2 separate regions of the Mus musculus genome follow, and region 2 is linked to region 1. Evidence: chromatin contacts called from public HiChIP or PLAC-seq data. All regions are on one chromosome and are shown on one strand. The core of a region is the stretch at or near the end of the contact, and the rest is flanking DNA. Distances in the headings are between cores, read along the strand shown.

Region 1 (6,001 bases), core at 2,519-5,018:
GCCACTAAACATACTTTCTTCCTTCCTCAGGCTGGGAATGGACCCCAAGGTCTAACACAAACGAGGCAAGTGCTCTGCTGCTGAGCCACACCCCCACCCCATGTGCCTTTCAGGTGAAAAGATTGTAACTCCACAAAGACTTCCTAGGTTTCCAGCACTAAATTCTTAAGACTGAGCACCACACCTAGATATAGGAAGGACAAGAGCGAGAGACAGGCAAGTGTGGTAGAAATATGGCTGATGACGGAGGCAAGAGAACCTTGGGGACATTGGTCAAAAGATGGCTTCCTCCACACAGGTAACCAAACAGAGGAAGCCGGGCCAGATCTAATAAGGCTGAGCACCTGCCCTGTGCCCTCCCCTTTGCCCTCCCCTTTGCCCTCCCCTCTCCTGGGTCAGCAGTCAGCACCCTGGACTCTTCACTGAGTCAGCAGTAACCAGCTCTGGGTGCTGACTAAGCATCATGACCTCAGCTTTGAGCCTGACCCCTGTCCTTGCTGGAACTGTGCCTAGGGAACTTTGAAACGGGTACATCACAGTTACTCAGCTCCCTGCAAACCCCAGGACGAGAGGAACATTTAGGTTTTCAATGAGGCTCTAACAGATGAGACTAAGAGATCACAGGTTAAGATGGTCCCATGGCTAGCGTGCTTGCCGTGCAAGTGTAAGGACCTGACTTTGAACAACAGTACCCACATAAAAAAGCTGAGCTTCTGTCATGAGGACCATAATCTCAGCACTAGGGAGACACAGACCAGAGGATCCTTGGGGCTCACTGGACGGCCAGCCCAGCCTAATGGGAAGGCACAGGGCAATGGAGAAAGATTGTCAAGGTAGACAGCATCTGAAGGATGACACATGAGACTGACTTCTGACCTCCACACACATAGACACACATGTGTACATATAAGTACACACACACACACACACACACACACACACACACGCCCACACCTTTCATTGCAGCACTTGGGAGGCAGAGGCTGTCAGATCTAGGTGATTTCCAGCCCAGCCCAATCTGCATAGTGAGTTCTAGGCCAGCCTGGGCTACTCAGTGAGACTATGTCACAAACACCACCACCAAACCCAAATCAAAACAAAACAAACCCACATCCTCAATCACAGAACCTCAGAGCTTAGAGGGGACCCTGAAGGAGACCTGGACCAGCCACCATCTTCCTAATATGGAAATGTGTTCAGAAAGGTACCTGTAAGGCTCACACAGTATGTCAGTAACAGAGCAACTGTGAGGGCCTAGGCCTACTGGCTTAAACTACCATCTTCTGCCCCATGTCATTCCTGTTCCCAGACAAGGCTGCAGGAAGTAGATGTAGAACCCAGATGTCTGGGGACAATCGATAGGAAGTCCTCCGCTTACTGTTACCTTTACCACCACAGGCAGATCCCAACATCTCCCAAGGACCAAGCATCACAGGACACAGCTGTGGAAGGGCAATGGGAGCAATCACCAAACCCAACTCTCAGTTCTAAGTAATTACTATATAGGAAGGGTCCAGATAAAATGGGCTAGAAGCACTGTGCATACAATAGGTAGGCTCATTTGCATATTTCAGTGGGAAATTTCAGAAAGATGTTCAAAGGCTGAGGCCCTTGACCCCACAGAGAGTTGTTTTACTCCAGCCTTCCTAGGCTTAACTGCAGTAAACCTTGTCTAGCCCCTGTGTGTCTTAGGGGTCAAGAGACAAGCAGAGAAAGGGGGAGGGGATGGAACACGCAGAAGTCAAGTCCACATTTAGCTCACCTCAGACTCTGGGAGATCAGGAAAGGCCAATTTCAGGTATTGCAGGCGGGCTGCACGGAGAGCATTGAACCAATCCACTATCTCCTGCCAGGAAAAATGCAAAGCACACACAGTGGTGAGATGGGCGGATGTGGGAGAACCTTGCTGACAGGGCTACAGGGAACGGGGTCACTACTTCACACACACACACACACACAAACACACACACACACACACACACACACACACAGGTTCAGGAAATACACACTTCACACAGTCCCATCAGGGAACATCTGGAAAGGGTGATTATCAGAGCCCAGGGGACTGCCCTGAGCTAGTCACAAGTCACAGACAGGAAGAGCTTCCAGCCACGGAAAAAGACAAGTGTGAGCTGCACAAAAAGGCTTAGTACACTTCTTTAAGTTTAGAAGACACTCCTGGATTCCTATTAGGAGACTGGTGTGGAGTGGGGCTAAGACTGTATTCCTTAGCATTAAGACTCCCAGGGGCTGTGATGCTGTGGGGTGCTGGGACACAGTTCTTCAGGTGGGGGTGGGGGCTGCATGTGGAGACATTCCTCCATCAGAGATGCTCAGGAGGGACCTGGAATGCACAGGCCAGCCACAAGGGGATGTCACACTGAGAGCACATCCTTCATAATGGTGAGCCAACATCGTCTCACCGGAGAACCACATCCCCAAGGGTTTCTCAGCTCCTCTCCAGTCAGCCATCCTGTCTCCTTCCTACCTACCTTCCTTCCTTCCTTCCTTCCTTCCTTCCTTCCTTCCTTCCTTCCTTCCTTCCTTCCTTCTCCCCCACCCCGACCCATGCTTTCCTTTCCTCATGTGTATGTGTGCATGCCTACACCCACACGCATATATGTGCCCCAGAGTGGGCCCACGAAGGACAGAAGACAGCCTTGGAGATCCCCTGTAACTGCAGTCAGAAGCAGCTGTGTGAGCCACCATGTGAGTTTAGGGAACTGAACCCAGGTCCTGTGCAAGAACAGCAAGTGCTCTTAACTGCTGAGACATCTCTCCAGCTTCCCCCTCCACCTCATTTTACAATGTTTAGAGAAGCCTTCTACAACTTCTGTATCTCCAGAGTCCTTTTTACTTTTTTGTTTGTTTTTTAGTATGTATGTATGTATGTATGTATGTATGTATGTATTTATTTATTTATTTATTTTTGTGGTGAGTCCCATGTAGTCCAGGCTAGCCTCCTCAAACATCTAAGTAGCAGAGATTAGCCTTGAACTCTTTTTTTTGTTTGTTTGTTTGCTTTTATCAAGACAGGGTTACTCTGTGAAACTTTGGCTATCTGTGGACCAGGATGGCCTTGAACTAACAAGAGATATGCCTGCCTCTGCCTCCAAAGTGTTGGGACTAAAGCATGAGTCACCACTGCTGATGCTGAAGACACCGAAGACACCACCGCCTGGCTAGCCTTGAACCCTTGATTCTCCTGCTTCTTCCTCCCATGTATGGCGACTGCACATGCACACCACATCACCTCTTCATTTTATTCTTATGTTTGATACAGGAGATTGTCATGGAGGCCACACTTGAACCTTGTTGTCCTCCTGCCTCTCTCTCTCATCCCCACTCCAATCACTACCCACATTCCCACCACTCCACGTGCTTCTCCTTCCTACCCTACCCACCCTTTGACCTATGACAGTCCATTCATTGCATACATTAGTTTAGATGTTGTAATAAATTCCTGTGCAAGTATTTCACAGTGGTGAGACACAATGGAAGCCTTCTAGGTTGCTCCTCCCCACTGGGTTGCTCCTCTCCCAGTTTCTCTGAGACCTGATCCTCAACCTCATACCCCAACAGTCCCCACCCTGCCTTGGATACAGCAGATGGACCAATAAAGAGACGGGACTGGACTTATCAGATCTGCTCTCTCCCAGGAATCTGGGATGGAGAGGCAGAAAGACTTGCTGGGAGATCTGTGGTGCAGGGCACAGAGGTCATGCACTGATTGAGGAAGTCATGTGAGTGCAGACTCAACAGAGAGCAACAAGTTCCTTTCTACGCCCAAAGCCAGACATAGCCAGACAGACACACAGGCCTAGTGGGACTTCTGAGTCTCCTGTCCTGGTGTTTGTTAAGGGCGTTCTTGGCAGGGTATGTTGGCCTATGCCTACAATCTCAGTGGGAGGAAAGTTGAGACAGGAGGATTGCTCCAAGTTCAAGACCAGCTGAGCTACATAGCAAAATACAACTCCTCCCTAAAAAGGAAAGAAAATGAAAATCAAAAGTTCTTGGGTCTTAGGCATTCAGAAAATGGAGCCACCTCAGAAAAAAAAGGAACCCAGCATGTACTTAGGCTATATTTATATTCGCAGCGTAAGGAGAAGAAAAACAGTCTTACAGGCCTGAGCAGACAGAAGCTGCAGCCCAGGGTGCTTCCATCACCTCTCACCACTGTCAAATACTTTCAAGGTGATGTTTCCTGGTCACTCGGTGCTTAAAGGCCCCGTGGGAGCCAGGTGTGGTGGTACACACCTTTATTCAGCACTCGGGTGTGTCCAAGGCCAGCCAAGTCTACACAAGTTCCAGGCTAGCCTAGATTACCAGGTATGAATCCTTCAAAATAACAACAATAACAACGAAATCCTCAGCTGGGCGTGGTGGCGCACGCCTTTAATCCCAACACTCCGGAGGCAGAGGCAGGCAGATTTCTGAGTTCGAGGCCAGCCTGGTCTACAAAGTGAGTGCCAGGACAGCCAGGGCTACACAGAGAAACCCTGTCTCAAAAAAACAAAAACAAAAAACAAAACAAAACAAACAAACAAACACCCAAAAAACAAACAAACAAAAAACCCAACCAAGTCCCCAAGCAAACAAAAACCAATCTACAAAGCAGGTAAAAGCCATGAGAAAGGGCTGGAGAGATGGCTCAGTAGTTAAGAGCACTGACTGCTCTTCCAAAGGTCCTGAGTTCAAATCCCAGCAACCACATGGTGGCTCACAACCATCCGTAACAAGATCTGATGCCCTCTCCTGGTGTGTCTGAAGACAGCTACAGTGTACTTACATATAATAAATAAATAAATCTTAAAAAAAAAAAAAAGCCGTGAGAAAGGTGGGCATTAGGGAGCAGTCCAGAGTCACCTCCCCAGTTTGAGGAACCCTGGGAAAATCTCTTCCTCTAACTCCAGATAGCTGCTGCCCAAGGTTCTCTCACCAGCAGAATCATACTTACACATAAAATAAAAGGAAGAGATCTAATTTTAAAAAAGTGTCTTGGCCGGGTGGTAGTGGCACACTGACCCCAGCACTCCAGTAGCAGAGGCAGAGGCAGCCGGATCTCTGAGTTCGAGGCCAGCCTGGTCTACAAATTGAGTTCCAGGACAGCCAGGGCTATACAGAGAAACCCTGTTTTGATCCCTCCCACAAAAAAAAAAAAAAAAAAAAGTTGTTAAATGGATGCTGGACTGAGGAACTCTCTACTGTGTGACCTGAGTAAGGGACCTGATCTGTCCCTGTCCCTTGAATGTGGGGAGAAAGTATTTTCAGGGTTGTCAAACATTCAGACATGAAGGCTAACAGTCACCAAGAGCACGTCTGGCAAAGTTAAATGACCCCACAGTGTCAGCCAATGCTTCTCCGTGTGTACTTAGCATCTCTGCCTGTCCTGTCACCGACTCTGCTGAGCCAGTTCACTCTCACATTTATCCTTTGCTTGACTGTTCTCCTCCTACAGGCTGATCTCCCCGTCTTGCTATGAATCCTAATTCGGCTGCAAAACCATGATCCTCCTGCCTCAGTCTGCCAAGTGATGGGACTACAAAGTTATAATGTTTCCTAAACATTTTTGTGTGTCCTCATCACTCAAGACTCTGTGAAAGTTTCTAATTGAGCAGGTCTCGGGTGGACTGAGACTAGTTTTGCTTATTTATTTTGGGACTGGACAGATAGATGGCTCAGCAGTTAAGAGCACTGGCTGTTCTTCCAGAGGACCCAGCTTTAACTCCCAGGACCCACACTAATCTATAACTCCCATTCCAGGGGAGTCTGATACCATCTCCTGGCCTTGTGAGCACCATGCACGAATGCGATACACAAACACGATGCAGGCAAAACACCCCTATTCATAAAATCACGTATTTTCTTAAAAGGTATTTGTTTCTACTTAATGTGTTTTACCTGCAGGTATGTCTATGCACCAACTAAGCATCCTGCATACACAGAAACCAGAAGAGGGCACTGGAGGTCCTGGAACTGAAGTCATAAACTATTGTGTCGG
Region 2 (6,001 bases), core at 2,013-4,512, 40 kb before region 1:
TCAGACCTACACACCTACACCTACACACACGCACACATGCACGCACGCGTGCGTAAGAAGTAAAGCTCAGGCTGGGTGGTAGTGCACACCTTTAGTCTCAGCACTTGGGAGACAGGCAGGCAGATCTGAATTCGAGGGCAGCCTGGTCTACAGAATGAGTTCCAGGATACCAGGACAGCCAGGGCTATACGGAGAAACCATTTTTGAAAAACTGAAGGGGAAAAAAAAAAGGATTTACCTACCAAATACTACTCATTAAAATAACTGATATCCTATACTTCAATTAAGTATAACTATACTTCTAACATTTCAAACTGTGAAAGCATTTGTATAAGAGCTGAGGAGCTCACTTGGTGGAGTGCTACCTAGCAAGCACTAAGCCTTGATACAAAGCACCACAAAAACTAAGCAGGGTGGGACAAACCAGCAATCCTGGCCTTTGAGGTACAGCTGGAGGACCAAAAGTTCCAGGTCACTATACAACCACTTCCCAGGCAGCCTAGCAAACTTAGTATTTTACCTTAATGAGAAAAGGGTAGAGAGGGGAAAAAAGAAGAAGGGGATGGAAAATATATACATGTGATACGGTTTATTTAGTTGTTTAGTTGTTTGGTTGGGCTTTTTCAAAATAGGGTTTCTCTGTGAAACCATGCTAGCTGTCCTGGAACTCACTCTGTAGACCAGGCTGGCCTCGAACTCAGAAATCCACCTGCCTCTGCCTCCCAAGTGCTGGGATTAAAGGTGTGTGCTACCACGCCCGGCTTATAGTTTGCTTTCTTAATAGTAGTAGATGGCCTAACGCTTTGATGCCAACCTTACCCTATATCTACGCTATACTGTAGATTGAGCAGAAGTTCTTACATGTAAGGCAAGTGCCCTACCACTAAGCTACACACGCTAGTCCTTGAAAATTTTTGATTAACCATCCTCCTACTTCAGACTCCTGAGTAATGGCTCACAGATGTGTGCCAACCACATGGTTGGCACCATCCTCTTAGGAAAAAGCAGGGTCTCCTTCAAAAGCTAAGGCTTTCTCTTATAACTTGCTCCCTGTGGTCAGAAAACCCACACAGAGTTGTTCCGATTCTCTAGCTGGCTTTCAGGACTACATGACATACTTTTTCTAACAAATTTTAAACTTCTGCATATTCCTAAGTAATACTGTTAAAGTTAATGTAAAATGTCCTACGGTGCCACTGAATCTGACATATGTACAGCACTTCTTTTTTTTTTTTTTTTTTTTTTTTTTCGAGACAGGGTTCTCTGTGTAGCCCCGGCTGTCCTGGTACTCACTTTGTAGCCCGCCCCCCTCCCCACCCCCCCAGTGCTGGGAATTAAGGCATGCGTCACCACGCCCAGCATGTATAGCATTTCTACTCAGTCTATACACTAATGCTGTATCATCGGTTCCTATATTGAACACCAAATCCAAAATATCTTTTTTACAAATTGAGTTTTAAAAAGCATTAGACTTTTAGAAAATACAATTAAGGGGTCACCTGCTCACTTTCCCTAATTTTCCCCCAAATGTATCAGCACCAACCATGCCTTAAATAATGTCTTCCTTTACTGTTAGAGAACTTGATGCAAAAGAAAGAGTAAGATACCATTATAAATAAGGCCAAAAACCCATAACTGAAAATAAAAAAGCAAACTATGCTTCACGGGAGCTTAGTTCCCAATTTTGACTAGAGTTCTCCCAAAAGCTGCTACAGCTACACGGATCAACAGTCCACAGTCGTTTCCTCCCCTCCCGCCCCTTTCTGAGGCCAGCAGACTTGGGGCTGCAGTGGTTAAAAGCAGAAAACCCAAGTCTGGTGGCTCAAACCACCTGTAACTCTAGCTCCGAGGGATCTGACTTGCTCTGTCTGGGCCCTAAGAGCACACCCTACCCCACCCCCCCAAAATTGTTTTTTTTTTCTTAATATGTACACTTTCCTCCTTAGGAATGTATCACAGCGACCTAGAGAGGCTACTTAAAGATATAATTGAGTGGTTTATAATAGAATGCTTCAAATCAGCAATGGCAAAACATGAACTAATGAACCCCTCTTTTTAACTTAGTTGCCATGATTAAGTCATGTACCTCGCAGTAAGATCAGAAATCCCTGCTCTATACTGCATTCCTATCAGCCAGCAAAAGCGTTGTTTTTGTTGTTTTGTCTTCTTTACCAGGAAAAAAGTGAGATCTATCTTTAAAGAGCATGGGAACATGTGCCTGTTCGGAAGCCCTATATGCCTGCTCTTATTAAAAGAACTACTACAGAACTATGGAATGTCTAACAAGGAGCGAAAATTAAGACTTTTAGGGTAACAATCGCCCCATCTAAAGATCCCTCCCTAGTTAAGTATCGTTCACTCAATACTCATATTATTAACTTGAAGGAGTTTGTTCGACACAAGTACGGCAAAAAAAAAAAAAAAAAAATCTAATTTTTAAAAAATCCCGCTATCTTAAGCTCTTTTTTTTCTTCTTGGTGCTGGAGACTGAATCCAGGTTTTTATGCATGCTAGAATTCTACTACTGAGCTACTTACTCAAGCAAGCCAACGCTCTCTCTTAATGCCCATGCACAGTAGCAGTGAAGGCAGCAAGTGAAAAAAAAAAAAAAAAAAAATTCCAGAGACCTGACCTTGCTCCCAAGTCGACTACTTCTGCACTCCTCCTCCCCCTAGTGTCCCCCGCCAGCCGGTTCCCGCAGTCCCAAGTGCTCAGTCTGCCTGTTCCAACATCTGCCTGGCAATGAGTGACTGACAGGCGACCAGAGGGTCGGACGGGAGGTGGCCCGACAAACGCTGAGGCCCAAGAGGAAAGAACTCGAGGAGGTGGTGGCGACGGCGACAGCTTTCGCAGCGAGAGGACCGGGCGTTAGGGACTGAAGGGGGACAAGGCCTGCGAGGAGCAGAGGGCCACGGTAGGGAAGAGCAAAGGGGCTGGCAGGCTTGGAGAGGGCACCCGGGCTGCGAGGCCGGGCAGGGCGCGGACTCACGTTCTCCCACCAGCAGGATCCTCACGTCTTTCTTCATGTCGGAGGCTCGCAGGGGCCGCACTCGGCCCGCACGCATGGAGCGCACGCCTCACGCCGGGAGCGTCCAGCCCGTGGCGCCGCTCTCCCCGCGATACCGCCGCTCCCTGCCAGCCTTAGCGGCCTCTGCGCCCGAATCTCGGCCGCCAGGACCTGCCGCACCGACTCCTCCTCTACCGCTCCGCTTGGGAGCCGGGGCAAGCCAGCTCCGCCTCCTCCGGCTCCGCGGACGCGGGCGGCGGCGGCGGCGAGGACGACGGCGGGCGGCGAGGGACAAGAGCTTTCGGAACCTCAACGCTCTCGTATCTTGAACAGCGCCCCTGCAGGAAGGCAGACGGTAGCGCAAAACCCCGGAGGTTTGCCTGCCACAGTCTGAACACTGCCAGAGGATGTAAGTGACAGATTCCTTGGTCAGAACAGTCAGAGCCCACTTGTTTTACAGAACAAGAACAGAAGAGTCCAGGGTCACGCAGCAGGAGCTTGGTCGTGAATCGGAGATTTCTTCACTAAACGATAATGTCCAGGAGGGCAAGAGACCTGCCTACCTGGTTTTCAGCTGTGTTCACACTGTTGGACTTACCTTTCAAAAATGCTTTATTGAACAAGGTTACTGGCTCCCAGGGTGTGAACACTCCCCAGAGCCCATCACCTGTTTTCCCCCCCTCAAAATGTATTATTCTGTATATTTGTGTATGACACGTGCGTTTGAGTATCTTCCATGGTGAGTATGTGGCGGTCAGAGGACAGTCCTCAAGAATTGGTACTTGGCTGACATTATGGCACAAGCCAGCTCTTAGAGGCACTTTGGATCCAGGGGTCAAACTCAGGTCATCAGGCCTGAACAGAAAGCACTTTTACCCGAGACTATATCACAGCCCAAGAAATTGCTTAAAAAAAAAAAAAGGCCGACAACCGGGCTTTTTTTTCATGGTGGCGCACGCCTTTGATCCCTGCACCGGGGAGGCAGAGGCAGGCAGATTTCTGAGTTCGAGGCCAGACTGGTCTACAAAGTGAGTTCCAGGACAGCCAGGGCTACACAGAGGAACCCTGTCTCGAAAAACCAAAAAAAAAAAAAAAAAAAAAAAGTAGGGCGTGATAGCTCATGCCTGTAATCCCAGCATCTGGGAAGATGAAGTAGAAGGATTGCCATGAATCTGAGGCCAGCCTGGGCTTTAGGGTGAGACCTAAGGAGCCATGGTATTTCAAACCTGAAAGTGGTGGTGGCAAGAAGATTAAGCCATCAAAGCTATTCTTATCCACACATAGATATTTCATGCCCACCAGGCGGTGGTGGCACACGTCTTTAATTCCAGCACTTGGGAGGCAAAGGCAGGAGATTTCTGAGTTCGAGGCCAGCCTGGTCTACAAAGTGAGTTCCAGGACAGCCAGGGCTATACAGAGAAATCCTGTCTCAAAAAACAAACAAACAAACAAAAAAACAGACAGACAGAAATAGAAGGAAACCCTTTCTTAAAAAGTGCCTGGGAAAGCTGGTGTGGTGATATAAACCATCCCAGTATTCAAGAGGTTGAAGCAGGACCACTAGTTGAGAGCCAACCTGAGTTACCCAATGAAACCCTGTCTCAAACAAGCAACAAAACCCCACTCCGTGATACAACAGGGGGTGAAGGCACACCTCTTGTTCACAGGGAGATGTCCCTAGGACGGTAGCTGCAAAGAAGATTACAGGACTCTAGAGGACTCATGGCCCCTCTGCCTGTTTCTTCTCTACCAAATGAAGATGTCAGACCCTTCCTTGCATAAATATTTGGAGCAACCTCATGAAGTAATATTTAAATGTTCCACTATTTTCTGATGGAATCACCACCAGATAAACCCACTATAAACAGAAATCTAGTAATCTAGTAACCTTCCAAGCACCACATTTAAATAACACAGTAGTTTATCTTCCTGATCACACAGCTGAGAGACACTTGCTGCTGCTGTCCTGCCTATTACTAGCCCAGAAAGGCATCAAAAATTGTGAAATACAATTCTATTAACCATGTTATCACTTTGGCACTATGATACATTTTAGCCAAAAGATAGAGAAACAATTGACACTACTATAGATTTCTTTTTTAATATAGCTGGAAGTGGTGACAGGTGCCTTTAATCCCAGTACTCAGGAGGCAGAGACAGGCTGATTTCTTAAAAGAGTTCTACTCCAGGGTCTGGGAGAGATGGTTCAATGGTTAAGAGCACTGCCTGCTCTTCCAAAGGTCCTGAGTTCAACTCCCAGCAACCACATGGTGTTTCACAACCATCTATACCAGGGTCTGATGCCTTCTTCTGGCATGCAAGTGTATATACAGGTAGAGCACTCATACATAAAATAAATAAAAATGTTTTTAAAAAAGAAAAAAAAATAGTTCCATCCCAGCCAAGACTACATAAAGAGACCTTGACTCAAAACAGGTCAGCAATAATAAATAAATAGTCAAATCACAGTAAGTCAGAGATTGTGCTTTGTATCTGAATAATGTATCATACAGAATTTTAGCTGGGGATATCTCCCATGCCATTAATCTCAGCACTCAACAGACAGGGGCTGGCAGATCTCTGTGAGGTTAAGACCAGCATGATCTATAGAGCAAGTTCTAGGACAGCCAGGGCTACACAGAGAATCCATCTCTTGAAAAACAAAAACCAAAAAAAAAAGATGTGTTTATTTAGTGTGTGGTGCATGTGTGTGTGTGTGTTTAATGCAAACACATACCCCTTCTCATGCTATTGGAAGTCAGAAGCCTTCCTCCATCACTGTCCACCTTGGTTTTGCTTGAGAGAGGGTCTCTCACTAAAGCTAGAACTCACTGATACGGCTAAACCGCCTGGCCAGCAAGCCACTCAGGATTTGCCTGTCTCTACACCCCTGCACCCTCCACCGTCAGCACACACACGTGGCACTTTTTATGTAGGTGCTGAGAATCTGAACTCAAGTCTTTACTTCTTTACCCACTAAGCCATTTTCCAAGG

The links. HiChIP or PLAC-seq counts read pairs in DNA pulled down with a chosen protein or histone mark.
Region 2: an H3K27ac HiChIP or PLAC-seq map of embryonic stem cells shows a contact between it and region 1, with 10 read pairs. The contact joins the promoter of Rhot1 here to the enhancer-like site in region 1. A contact is called at or near these places in 2 of 15 datasets of contacts at CTCF or cohesin (CD8 T cells and the NIH/3T3 cell line), 3 of 484 Hi-C or Micro-C datasets (CD8 T cells and embryonic stem cells), 7 of 115 datasets of contacts at active chromatin or transcription factors (double positive thymocytes, embryonic stem cells and microglia) and 3 of 9 other capture datasets (adipose tissue, liver and pancreatic islet).

The regions. Positions count from the first base shown.
Region 1 is chr11:80,166,523-80,172,523 of GRCm38.p6, reverse strand. Adap2 (ArfGAP with dual PH domains 2) reads right to left here. Exons shown (of 11, transcript NM_172133.1): 7 at 1,763-1,846. Among named protein-coding and RNA genes, the nearest start is that of Rnf135, 14 kb to the left of the region's middle. Within about 2 kb of position 3,768, at least 57 of the 459 cell types and tissues checked have an H3K27ac peak or open chromatin away from gene starts, as enhancers often do. A contact at or near this core is called in adipose tissue, embryonic stem cells and microglia, where this site is marked.
Region 2 is chr11:80,206,312-80,212,312 of GRCm38.p6, reverse strand. Rhot1 (ras homolog family member T1) reads right to left here and starts at 3,262. Exons shown (of 19, transcript NM_021536.8): 1 at 2,990-3,262. The coding sequence starts at 3,065.